2 separate regions of the Mus musculus genome follow, and region 1 is linked to region 2. A link is a contact called in public HiChIP or PLAC-seq data. All regions are on one chromosome and are shown on one strand. The core of a region is the stretch at or near the end of the contact, and the rest is flanking DNA. Distances in the headings are between cores, read along the strand shown.

Region 1 (7,128 bases), core at 699-3,198, 960 kb before region 2:
GCAGTTACAGAGACAAAGTTTGGAGCTGAGACAAAAGGATGGACCATCTAGAGACTGCCATTTCTGGGGATCCATCCCATAATCAGTCTCCAAATGCTGACACCATTGCATAAACCAGCAAGATTTTGCTGAAAGGACCCTGATATACCTGTCTCTTATGAGGCTATGCTGGGGCCTGGCAAACACAGAAGTGGATGCTCACAGTCAGCTATTGGATGGAACACAGTGCCCCCAATGGAGGAGCTAGAGAAAGTACCCAAGGATCTAAAGGGGTCTGCAACCCTATAAGTTGAACAACAATATGAACTAACCAGTACCCCTGGAGTTCCTGTCTCTAGTTGCATATGTATCAGAAGATGGCCTAGTTGTCCATCATTGGGAAGAGAGACCCCTTGGTCTTGCAAACTTTATATGCCTCAGTATAGGGGAATGCCAGGGCCAAGAAGTGGGAGTGGGGGGGGGGATGGTCTGGGCGATTTTTGGGATAGCATTTGAAATGTTAATGAAGCAAATACCTAATTAAAAAATAAATTGAAAAAAATATCATAAAATATTTAAGGCATTTTCATCATGCCAAGGTGTTCTTTGTTTATTTGTAGTCAGTCTCTATACCTTCTCCAAACCTAGGGAACCACAGATCTGCCTTGTTTGTCTTCATGTGTGCCTCTCCTGAATATATCATATGTAGAGAATGAAATAATGCCCAATCACGTGTTTCTGGATTTCTTCACTTAGCAATGTTCCTTAGTTTCTTTTGGTAAGCCTGTTCAGTTTTATGACAACTTGATGTTTTGCTTATGCAGTCACTAGATATTAGACATTTAGATTGCTAGGGGATTTTATGTTACAATAATGCTACAGAAATCTATTGATGATCATTTTCTTTTTTTTCTTGGGTAAGCAGTTAAATATGGAACTCTTATGTGCTATGCTGTGAAAGACTCCCACAAAATTTAATGCTCTGAAAACTTAATTTTCATGCAAAAATATTGAGAATTGGGAATATTAAAAGAAACAGATTTGGCTTTGGCAGCTTCATTAATGACTTGAGGCTGCGAACAAAAGAAAGATAGTTTATGAAAGAGCAGTTTACCTCAACATTCCTCTTCCATGCTTTCTGTCCACGTGGGCCTTCATCTTCATATCAGACTGAAGACGTCAGTCCTCAGCTTTCTATCCCACAGGATGATATTTTAAGAATATTTTTGGTATAGATAACTTACTCAGTTTGTGAAATTATCTTATAATAACAGATTAGAATGTAGGGTCATATGGGAATCTATTAGGAAAGTGGAAACCTATTTTCTAAAAAGAGTTGTAACCTTTTGCATCTGTAATGTGTAAGAGTTCTAGTTTTTCTACATCCTCCCAACCCTCAGCTTTGTTTCCTTTTTAATATAGCTACTCTTGTGCATATAAAGAGATAGTATGGTTTTAATTTGCATATTCTTAATAAATAATGACATTGAGCATCTGTTGTTTATTTTTGGTTGTCTTCTCTGGTGAGAATAGTCAAGTCCCCCAACCACTACTGACTGAGTGGTTGGCCTCATTACAATGGAAGTATCAGTGTTCTTTGTGTATTTTAGACCTGAGTTCTTTATGAAACACATACTTTGTAATAGTTTTCTAAGGTTAGTCACTTCGTTTTCTCAATACTGTCTTGAGAGCCCCCTCTGAGCTCAGATACTTACAATATCTGCTTACTTGAAACTAGTCAGGAGACCAGTTTTCAGTTCATTTGGCTAAGAGAAATGACTATGAATCAATTTTAACTTTTCTAAAGTCTTAATTTGCATCTGAAACAAAAGACTGGCTTGGCTTCTGGCTTTTGCATCTGAAACAAAAGGCTGGCTTGGCTTCTGGCTTTGGACAAGGCCTGCTAGAGGGAAAAGAGAGGAATTTTCAGAAGCACAGGAATGTGGGTCCTGAACACCTGCTGAGATTTCAATAGAAGTTCACTGGGATCTGTGGGGCATTGGGCTATGCAGACAGGCTGGTCTCCAGTCGAGCTAAGATGCTGAACCCTGGGGACCTGGTAGTCATAATTTACCTACATGGGATGGAAGGAGTTCTCTCATGCTCCTGGAACTCTGGCTCCTGCCTAAGTTACCTCCCCCCCCAGACCCCCCCACAAGAGAAGCATGGCTAGAAGTAATAGGCAATGTCCCAAGCTTCTGACCTTCAGGCTAAATTCCTCCCCAGTTACCTAGCAACCAAAAAGATAGCAGCTCACATTAAAAGGGACAGTTTTGCCCCTCCTTGCTCTCTCACTCCTCTCATTTCTTTGTTCTTTTGCTCTTACTCCCCTCTCCTCTCACTCTCTCTCTCTCTCTCCCTCTCTCTCTCTCTCTCTCTCTCTCTCTCTCTCTCTCTCTCTCTCTCGCTCACTCGCTCTTCTTTCCCCCTTTGTCTCCTCTTGGCCATGGCAGGCCCCTCTCTCTCTCTTACCTTCTCCTTTTCCCCCTGCCTTTCTATAATAAAGCTCTAAAACCATAGACAGTCTCTGCTCATAAAGGCGCACTCTCACATGCGTTGGAACCTCTTTCCTCTTTCCTCTGTCCCATAACCCTGGGGCTACAGAGTGTGGCCCTGGGGCCCCCAGGTCAGGGCTGCCCCTTGTCCACCCCCGTAGAGTGGGCCAGAGGCTTGGATGCCCACCTGGGAAAGCCCTCCCACGTCTGCCTGTCCAGAGCATAGGTGGAACTCTGGCGGGACGTGGGTCCTTCCTTCCCCTTTCCCGGGGCCCTTTTTAGTTCCCACAGGGATCTGAACATATATTTTGGAAGGTTCAACTCACAAATATAAACTTTCTCTCTACTTTTTTAGATGTCCTTTTAACCTTGTCTCCTTAGTTTTGTAGTTTGCAGCATTACATATCTTGCATTTCTTTTATTAAATTTATCCTTAAATATTCTATTATTTGCAGAGGTGTTCTGAATGGAATTGTTTCCTAAATTTCATTTCCAGACTGTTCATTGCTAGTACATAAAATTACAATTGATTTTAGTGTATTGATCTTGTATCCCATGACCTCTCAAACTCATTCATTATTTCAAACAGATTTTCTTCCCTTAGGATTTTCTGCATAGAGGAGTGAGATTTCTTGCACATGTGTCTTATAGATTAAGAATTAGGACATCCTAATTTTAAACTAACCAAATAAGAATATACTCAGGTCATTCCTATAATGGGATACAAATGTGTAATGGAAGACTCTTCTGAGCCAGTTTAGAAATATCACCTGAAAGAGGGAGCAAGATTTGATTAACTTACCTAGACAACCAGAAATCAAGTTCACTGGAACTTTTGAGACCTTCCTAAGCATGGAAGTCTGAAAAACAACAAACAAACAAACAAACAAAAACAACAAACCCCACCTGTGCATCTTCTAGCTTAAACAGTCTGAAGCCAAAGCCTCACAGAAATGACTGGCTTCACAAGGTCCCCAAATGGATCTGGAAGCTACCAGACAGTGGCAATACTCAGCTGGTACACTCCAGCTGTCTCCAAAGGAATGGGAAGTATTGAGGCTTTGGTAAGGTCACAACCATACCCACCTCATTTTATAGCCAATAGAGGTCCTGTTGATGCCAGAAACAAGTACGAGCCTCAGTGATATGGTTTTCTCTAGTAGTGTCTACAAGCTGTGGTTCCTGCCACCACTGGACTGACTGAATTCTAGACTTCTTACCATTCTGAGCTAGAGTCACCTCATAGCTCTGAGCCTCCATTTTGTTTTTTGGTTTTTTTTCTTCAGTACACCAGGAGTATAATAACCTCCACCCCACACATAAACATAGGGTTCATCATGGACTAACGGAACATGTTGTAAAATATTCCCTACAGTGCCAAAATGCTAAACAAGTAGAAACCAAATACATTGACCCACTACCTCCAAGCTATTGATGTCTGAAACATGGCCCAGTTTTTCATATTTAGAGACTAAATTTGGGGTCAAATTTTTCACTGATATTGTGAAAAAAACTTTAAAAAGATATTTTAAGTTGTAAGAATATACACTATATTTTTGATAGAATCTGTTCGAAAGTGTTTTAAGGCATAGCTTCAGGGTAACCTTCAAAGATCCAGAAGACACAGAGTTTCCTAAAGATGCTGCACAGACAGAAACATGTCAACCCTCTCGTGGGATAGCATTCATTTCTTAAGATTCAAATGAACTCACTGGTTCTCCAAATACAAGATATAGCTATGGACTTAATGCCTTGAACTTGGGCAGAATTTCCTAATGAGGGAAATTAGGATGGGCCATGGACTTTCACTGGGGGAGGGCTAGAAGATTAAACTGTTCAATAAATGCATAAACAATAGAGATATCAGGTTGATGTGCTCAAATGAGACCATGTATCCAAGGAATGACTTCTGTCCTCACAAGCACACACACGCGCCCACACACACTCACACACACACACACACACACACACACACACACACACACTTAGACCCTAAAAAAATGTATGTTAGATTGTCACCAAATTTTACATCCTATGTTGTAATGTCTATTTAGTACCCCGCAACACTCCATGGGGTTGTTGGTTTTTATTTGCTTTGTTTTTTACTGCACTCTATACACATAAACTCACATATTTTGCCATTCTGAAGCAGTCATTATTGGGAAGTTAGAGTTGGACTAAAAAGAGATAGGAACACTCTAGTACAGCATGGCTCTCTGGATTTGGTGAATTAAGGTACAATGCAGTGTGTAGAGGGCACATGACCAAGTAAGATGAATCAGGCGTGAGGCATAGAGATAAGCAAGGTCTTTAGTGTGTACAGCCTAAGAGAATTTTATGGCCTGAAACCTGTGCTTGTTCTTGAAAAATCCAAGAGGAGATCTGGTTATATTTTTTCCCCTTTGGGTTGACTCACATATTAGCTCACCCAAGTATTCAGCAAATTTTACAGGCAAAACAACACAAAAACAATCAAATAAAAACAATTTTTAGACTTTTGTCTGTAAAACAAAACAAAACAAACAACAACAGTAACAAAACCCTGACTGATATGTATTAATCCTCCTTGGATCTTATATATGGAAAATGACAGAGTGAACGGAAGGGTGTATTGAAACAACTAAGGAATATTCCTGCAGAAGACAGTCTTAGAGATTTATGTGGCAATTGGGTACCCGATGATTTAGAGGAGAATGGCTGCAGATGTGTTAAGACACGGCTACTATTTTTCAATTTCAGTCCTTATCAAGTGTACAATGAGGAGAGTGGTTGAGGGATGAGGAAAGGAAAGTCAAGAGAGCAATTGTTGAGAATGACAGGGACGAATGTGGTCACTAACTCTCGATAACTTTTGGAATGATGGGAAGGCATGAGAGTGGGGATGCATGTAATCAGGATTTCAGAGCAGAGATGACCTCTGTGAGCATCTATTTGATGGTTTTCAAGCTCTTCTGGGGCTTCACAATCTTCAATCATAAAAATTTCAAGGACAAATATGAAGTAGAGAAAAAAAAGCATAGGTACTAGGTGGGTGGTCAACCAACAGCAGATATAAGAATAAAGAAAGAATCTCTGTCTTTTATACTGGGAACTATTTTGGGGGGAGTTTTTTAGTACATTCTAGTTCTGAAAGAAGAGCTTGGAAGTATAAGCTTCATGATAGAAGTAGTATTTAATGCACTTCCAGTATAGTCCCAAGCAAATAAGTTTAGGAAGATAAATAACTCACAATAATGATTCTTGAGGCTTGGTTGGTGGAAAGACCTATATGGTAAGAATGTTAAAAGCTGGATCTTAGAATGGATTACTTGATATCAATTCTTGGTTGTATTAAACTCTCCATGGACTATCTGTAAAATTTATTATATCTAGTGGTAAATTATTAGACTGATACCCATTGACATCTCATTGTAAAGATTAATGGATGTCTCATATAACATTCTCAGCCCAATACAAGCACAGGGAAAGCCACAGTTACTGCACTGAAGAACCTGGTGCATATTGAAGTACTGGTTGTCACTGAAGGAGTGGCTTGGAATGAGATACATAATAATTGATGCGGTCTAATGAACTCTTAATTTCTACTATAAGAGTCATAACCATGTTACCTCTTCTGTAAGTATACAGAATGTCCATTCTTTTTTTTTCATTATTTTTTTATTCACATTGCATCCCAATCACAGACTCCCTCTTTCCTTTCCTCCCAGTTTCACCTTTACAAATCCCTTCTCCATACTTCTTTTTCTTCTCCTTAGAGAAGGAAAATCTCCCCCCTTCATATACTATCCCACCCTGGACATCTAAATCCTAGGAGGACTTAGCACTTCGTTTCTCACGGAGCTCCAACCAAGTAGTCCAAGTTGGGGAAGGGGATCCAATGGCAGGCAACAGAGTCAATGTCAGCATCCAGTCCAACTGTTAGGGGACCCACAAGCTGTATACTTGCTACAAATTTATGTGGCGAGCATTGGTCCGGTCCCTGAGTGCTCTTTCGTTGGTAGTTCAATCTCTGTGAGACCCCCATGGTCCCAGGTTAATTGACTCTCTAGGTCTTCTTGTGGTGTCCTTAACTCCTCCAGTTTACTCATTTCTATCCTCCTCTCTTCTACAAGACTCCCTAGAGTTCTGCCTGATGCTTGGCTGTGGGTCTCTGCATGTTTCCATCTGTTGCTGGATTAAGCCTCTCAGGAGACAGTTATACTAGGTTCCTGTCTGCAAGGATAGCAGAGTATCTATCATTAATAGTGACTGGGTGTAGTGGAATAGTTTAGTTAACCACTTTCCCTCCTGGCAAGTCACCTTTGAGTTGTGCCTGCCCAAAATCTCTCTGGATTCATGAATGAAAGAACCACACAGCAGTTAATTTTCTTATGCTTTGGCTAACACAAAGGCGGTACACTTCAAATCCTTCCCACAGCTAGCAAACACTCCCTTCTGGTATTCCAGAATTAACATCCTTTAGAATTGATATTTCATCTCCACTACCCCAGACTCAATCAGGGATGTGGCCATTAGGACGACTTACCTGAATTCTTACATGGCTGGTATGTCCTACTCCCCTTCACAGCAATTCTGTTCCTTCCTCTCTTCTCTTTCCCAACCCCCAGAATCCAAAAAGTCCTGCCTCTGTGTGGCCAATCCATTGGCTGCTGGC
Region 2 (7,037 bases), core at 494-2,993:
ATAAAATTATCCTCCAACGAGTGGACAATGTCCCTATTAGACACGACAGGCTAACAAATAAAAAGTTCAATACCAGGAATGAATTACCATTTTTGGACTTGTTAGCCAACAAGTACCATAGACTTCACATACAGGGTAAACAGGGTATTGCTATTTCTCTTGGTCACCTTCTAGAACTTTTTGTTATCCTATTGCTGAAGACACTACATACTTTAGTAAAGACACTACGTTTTCCATAGGACATGGAAAAATCAAGTCAGTATTAAACTGAATGATGCGTCCATGCTGTGTCACTTTTGTAGCTCCCAAAGGTGCTATGACTATCACTGGAGTAGAAAAGCAATCTCTAGTCTTGTCTTACTTAGCTGTGAACCCTGTGAACTACAATAATGACTATCCTGATAAGACCTGCCTGCTGGTAGAATAATGGCAGTAATGCTATGGAAGTAACCAAATTCTTTGTGGGGAAGGGGATGGATTTAGGCCCACTGCACAGATAGAACCCATATCTGACATTGTTACTAGGATCAAGAACCTGTGGCTAGATAGGTTATAGGCTCTAGAGGAGAATCTGTTACTATTATGATGCTAAATGAACAGAATATTAAACCAACTCATACTAAGTTATCACTATACTCATAAGTTAGTAGATCTCTCAACTCTAGTCACTAGAGAATCTTCTTACAGTAGAAGGCAATGAATACAAAGCCATTCTACTGGCCAGTGAGCAGCGAATAAAAGACTATAGTATGCTCAGCCCTGAATAGTATGTTTATATTATACCCTTTCCCCAAAGGCCCAGGGACCACCATGAGAAAGGAGTAAGAAAAATTGTAAGAAGTAACAATAAGGACTCAACAGAGCAGTTGTGTATATGAACTCACAGCAGCTGTGACAGCATAAAATGACCTGCATATGCTCAAGATAAAAATACAATCTCATCATCATGGGAAGGGAAAAATGGGTATAGACTCCCATCCCTGGATAAGGAGTTATTGGCAATTAATAGCTTCCAGGAGAGGAAGAGCTGGATTGGTTTATGGGTATGAGCCATAGTAAGAAGACTGTACATCAGGGGTAGCCTTACACCCAAGAGTAACTGGGCAGTACAACTGAACTTCATGGGTTAAAAAAGAGCAAACCCAAACTTGGATGTCTAGAGAGGTGGGGCAAATTTAAGTGTAGTTGGTGAATACGATACAAATGTTTATGAAATTCTCAAACAATTAACAAAAATATTATTTTAAAATGATAGGAATGATAGGGCTTCATTAAAAAGGAACCCATTCAATCTACTACTGGCAGGGCAGTGTGAGCTGCTTTGAAAATACGTAAGGAAAGGTGTCCGGTACCGTACTAGACTCTACTTTTTAAGCAGGTCAAACTCTAGCTCCACTGCCTTTGAATTATGAAGCATTAAACAAATTATCCAATCTCTTGGAGCCTTGGCTCCCTCCACTATACATTGCTTGCTATGAAAATACACAAGAAAACACTTTTCCCAACACCCTGAATGTAACTAGATGTCAGCTATCAGTGTTTCTTCCACATGTTTAATTTGGTGCAAATGAGTGCGTATTTCACATTATGTGTGCAGGATAATCTTTTTGCTTCTATTGACAGATCGTTTTGTGAACCTTGGAGACAGCAAGAAACTTTTCCAGCTCTTCTGGCAGCAAGGGTGGGGCTATGACTCTTGATTTCTTTCTTTTGGCAAAGAAGAGTTTTCACACAGAGGTAGCATAAATTTGCCTCTCTAAGGGAGGGTGGGGGCTGAGGGTGTTGCTGGGGCGGCTACCACCACCACCACCTAACAGCTTTTCTTGGGAAACTGACCACTCCCTACTGATTTGTTATCATGCTAAACGGTGTCTCCACCCTTCCTAGCTGAAGCTTTTGCAGCTGTTCTGAGGAGACCAGCTGAAAGAGGTCGTTAGGACTCAGAAACAGCTGGGATCTTTAAAGATCTGTCAGCAGCTCCCAGCAAAGTTCCAACACCCTGAGGTAATGATGGGAGGCGGGGTGGGTCTCAGAGGAAGAGCTGATTATGCAATAAGCTAAAGCCCCTTTGATATCTGGTGACAGCTATTAAGAAACTGGCAAGCTGGAGAAGGACATAGGGAAAGCTGGTGAGAGAAGACGTTTCTCTCTAGGGATGGGTTGAAGGCAAACAAATGAGATCGGCTGGGAGATGTCCAGGGTGGGATACAGGAGAAATTTTAAGGCTTTGGGGAATGGCGAACTCATAATTAGCTGGTCAGAACAATCAATAGTCATGCCGATTGTCATTTGCTTACAAATTGCACACCTGGTATCTCTCAGAAAAACCTGGCCACAGACATATTATATTTTCTCCTCTGAAGGTTATGAACAAGAATAGTGTCATCACCCATCACAGCCTCAGCCTTGGGATCCTTGGTCTGAGAATTCCAACACAGAGAACACAGAAACCTTGAAGTTGTAACGGAGGCTGGAGGGGGAGTAGTATTTCCAATAACCACTTGGACAGTTTACAGGAAGACTACACATGAGCTGGGGTTAGACACTAAGCTTTTCATATCCAGAGATTATCACCGTGTATTTTTGGTTCTTTGTATGTTTTACTTGTAAGTTTTAAAAGCTTAACTCTAAACAATATATGGGGAATATTTCCTCATTGATATTCCTTCCTAGGGTCGAAAAGAGTACAGTTTCCTGTTCTAAAACTCATTTAAAAAAAACCCTTTTAAGACAGAATTTCCAAGAACACCATGGTCACTAGAAGCATGGGATATACATGCCTATTTTCTTTGTGATGGGGGATGTGTGAGCATGGGCCCAAACATCTGAAACTGTGAACCAACCCAATCTTGTCTCTTTCAGAATGTTTCTTTGAGGTATTTTATGACAGTCATACAAAGCCGACTAACACAAATACCAATGCCACAAGTTAGTCTAGGCTTTCTGAAGACAGAACCCAGAAGCAAACAGGCCTGTCTCAAACCCTCAAGGTGTCAGACTTACTGGTTAGTCAAGATCAAACAGGTGATAATTACAGTCAGTGTCACAGGGGAAGAAGAGAGATTGTGTGTGTGTGTGTGTGCATGTGGATGCATGTGCCCATGCTTGCATGAGTGTGTAGAGGTCAGGAGTTACAGAGAGTGTCTGTCTTCCTCTCTCCTTCAGCTTGTCATTTGAGACTCGGCTCATCACTGAATCTGGGGTTTACACTGGCTGGCCAGTGGGCTTCAAGTCTGACTCTTTTGCACTGGGGTTCCAGCCAGCACTATCTACCATGCCCAACTTTTCCAAGAGGGCCATGGATCCAATTTCAGGTGCTTACGCTCATACAGCTGGCAATGTACAGACTAAACCATCCCTTGAGCACTGTAAGCAAGAGATTTTGAGTGAGAAGGTCTGGATGTGAGACATGCTGTGCCACTTTCTAGTCATGTGACCTTAAATGCTTATGTAATCTCTGAGTCTCACTTTTGTCATCACACAAAGCGAATGGTGCTATTTATCTCCCAGTGCTATGGTGATGCAGAATAACATTTGATCTCGCGCGCGCCAGACTGGCCAGCAGTAACGACTCTGCACATGTTTATTGGGAGAACTTGATTGCAGAGGCAAAGAGACCCCGAGCCCAGAACTGGTGCTGCTTATATAGGCCTAGGAGAGGCGTGTCTCACACCCGGATTGGTTATGCACTATGCCTCATTTGCATGTTCCTCATCTGATTGGCTACTCTCTCTGTACCTCACAGAGCCTCATTATCATGCCTCATTTGCATGTCTCACATCTGTTGGTTATACTCTCAAAGCCTCATTATCATGCCCAGGCCAGGCAGTGTCTTTGCAAAAAACTTTACTGCATATGTACACATTGGTTGTTTGTCCAAACTTATGCGTGGTGGCCAGCAGTAGTCAGTGCCACTCTGCAACAGCACATGTGGCTTCCCACATCTGGAGAAAAGTGATTGCAAATTGTACAGCTCGGCAGCCATATTCGTTAGATGCTTATCGTGTTAGAAATACCAAGAAAGCACTGGTGAGAACAACAGAGGATGGCTCTGACTGCAGAGAAGGCTCAGCAGGAGACAGTGATTCAGGAAGTCTCACATAAAATCTGGGTTAAGATTTCAAAGAGTTTTGAGTATAGTCTGGGATAAGGAGACAAATGCAAGGGAAAAATAGCGTTCTTCCAGCCTCTTATCCATAATTCGCATTTTGAACCTCTAAATATACAACCTAGGGACACTCTTGTTTCACTAGAGAGTACTTGTTCAACAAATACTGAAAAGTTGGGCAAACCAGGAGCTCAGAGACCTTATGGCTCTTAAATTGTCCAAAGGGCCTATTATTTTCAATGATGGAACTAGTCCAGTGTCTTCTGAAGTTGCAGAAAAACCCTGATCTCAATTAAAAGATAAATTACTTGATTAATTACCAAGTGCTTTCTTGCCAAGTTGATGGGGACAAGTCAATAAGGTCAACTTGATTTTTTTTTCTCTTGTCACTAAAGGCATGCTTTAAAAACTTTTGTGTGCCTTCTCCGGGGACTTGCTCAAGATACCCAGCATCATAAGCTTGAAATAGGAGTTAAAGCAGTTCTGTAACTCTGTGGATGCCCTCTAACTCCGTTTGGTAGATTTGGGCCTTTTCAGGTGAAAAACTAATTCATGGGTAAACACTGAATAAGGCTTTAAGGTAACTGGAAGATAACAAGAGCCAAGCACGTGGGTAAAAGAAAATCAGAATAGCTCTTCGAAAAAAAGCTTTGGGCAGAATGAGCCTCTGAGCAATTATGAGCTGTAGAATGGTGATAGATATATTTTGAGGTTGAAATATATAATATATTATAAAGATATAATATATAATACATTTACAGGAATATCACCCTTCTTTCTGGGGCTTGTGTGGAGATTTCTCAGCTAGTCCAGTCCTATTCCTTCAGAAGTAGAAATGTGACTTAGGTTCTTCCAGTACCATGCGTAAACCTATTGGCTATCATGGCTAACATAGAGCATTTTCCCAGGCTTGACCATTCAAACTACTTGCTGTCCCCTTTCGATATCTTAGAAAATGTTCTTTGTTTGGCTGCAATATTTGCTCATCCATGAAGCTACTATTAAGGTTCACATCTAAGACATGGAGAGTGATCCACACAGCTGTTATGGCTTCTTTCAAATGTCTTGACAAGTCATATCTAAACAACTCATTAGAATTTCCTATTATAAGATGTTGAAATATCTTATTGCATAAGTCAGTTTGTCAAGCTTATGCTGTTTACAGTGAAAGGACAAAGGCAAGCAGCTTTCCTCCTTGGCAGCCTGCAGTAAGGCATTAGGCGTTTCAGAATGAAGTACAAGGATTATCATAGATGCTAGGCTGCTATTATGATTCACTTATCTATCTATCAGTTAACATTTTCTGAACTTCATTCATGAGTCAGCTGCTCCAGATGCAGATTATATGATATGCTTGTTTACTTCTGAGAGCATCATATTGTGGGAAAACTTACAAACACACCATTTGAGACCAGAAACGTTTTTTGAGAGTAAGGAACATGATGTTTAATGCTTAGAAATCACCTCTACCATTTGATAAGAATATATAAACATGATAAATATGCTTAAATTATGTCTCTTGTTACTAGTACATTTGCTGTTGGACAAAAGGGGGTAGGGTAGGAGGGTGAAATTGTTTTTATGAAAAGCCATGGGTCAGAAAAGAGAGTGGTGTTGGAACTAAATGACAGATGGCATGGTCAGCTGTTTTAGAGCTCAGACAAAGGGGAAAATCCCAGAGAATAGCCATCCGGCAGGGGAGGATTCACAGACAATACTGCCCTTGAAGGGAGCTTTCACTGTGAGGGGTGAGCTGGATTCTGATTAGTTATCCACGAAGCAAGTGGGGTCTTAAAATCCATGGAAGGGCAGACCAGTGTGAATGTGAATAACCAATATATACCAGCAGGTCAATTTTATCCTGGTGGCTGAGAAGATTTCAGGGGAGGCTGAAAGGAACTGAAGTTGAAATGAATAGAACCTGCATAGCCACAGATCTCCAGATGTTTCTACATTCCATCAGATTTAATTTTGTCTACAATAGTAAAGACTCGCACTATCTGTACTTTAAACAAGAGAGATATTTTCTCTATCTTGGATGACAACATATTCTGGGACTAGTATGGTTTCCTCTATGGTTCAGAAACAGACACTACTATTATGGGGTCAATGCTGGTGGGCCTTTCAATTCATTAAATGTATTATGTTTAGTAAATAATAATAAATAAATTATTAAACTTTAAATATAAATAATCTTTAAAATATATTAAACTTTGGGGCACAGTTAGTTTCGGTCTCTAATTGCAATGTGCACAGAATGAAATGGTACTGAGTCTGTGAAATGATTAAGTCATGAAAGTGGAATTAGATTTCTATCTTAGAAAACAGGTCACAGTAAGCATCCTTATTTAATCAAACATGTGAGGTGGCAGGAACAGGTTGCCATCTATGAAATTTTTACCAGATACAAGTCTGTTGGTAGGTTAGTTTTTACTGGGAGCAACAGAGGTCTACTGTTTAGAGATTTCCCAGTATAAAGCATTTATACCAGTAAGAATAGATGGTGACAGCTGTTGTTATATTATGATCTGCTTTCTATAGGTTAGAGTTCTTGACCACATTGACCAAAATGGCTCACTGTTAAGACTGAGTCTCATACACATGGAATAGGAAAGAGAATATACACATACCTCCCATGTGAAGGCAAGATCTAGATGACACTAATCACTGTTATCTAGTCTTCTTGTTGATGACTCAGTATAGAACGCGTTACACATGAATGATTCAGTAAGAGAATTTTATTTTTAAAATAGATTAAACTTTAAATATATTGTGTTTAATAAATAACACTAAATAAATTATTAAAACTTTAAATGTATTATATTTAAATATAAATAAACTTTAAAATATGTTAAACTTTAGGGCCCAGGTCCTTTCTGTCTCTGTTACAATCTCATTTCCTAGCAGGCACAACTCAGACATACTTGCA

Evidence for each region. HiChIP or PLAC-seq counts read pairs in DNA pulled down with a chosen protein or histone mark.
Region 1: a contact with region 2 is called in an H3K27ac HiChIP or PLAC-seq map of embryonic stem cells, with 4 times the contacts expected there. The contact joins two enhancer-like sites. A contact is called at or near these places in 3 of 115 datasets of contacts at active chromatin or transcription factors (all in embryonic stem cells) and 1 of 9 other capture datasets (embryonic stem cells).

What each region holds. Positions count from the first base shown.
Region 1 is chr15:53,920,516-53,927,643 of GRCm38.p6, reverse strand. No RefSeq gene overlaps it. Among named protein-coding and RNA genes, the nearest start is that of Samd12, 22 kb to the right of the region's middle. Within about 2 kb of position 1,948, at least 20 of the 459 cell types and tissues checked have an H3K27ac peak or open chromatin away from gene starts, as enhancers often do. A contact at or near this core is called in embryonic stem cells, where this site is marked.
Region 2 is chr15:52,962,872-52,969,908 of GRCm38.p6, reverse strand. No RefSeq gene overlaps it. Among named protein-coding and RNA genes, the nearest start is that of Gm41323, 33 kb to the right of the region's middle. Within about 2 kb of position 1,743, at least 32 of the 459 cell types and tissues checked have an H3K27ac peak or open chromatin away from gene starts, as enhancers often do. A contact at or near this core is called in embryonic stem cells, where this site is marked.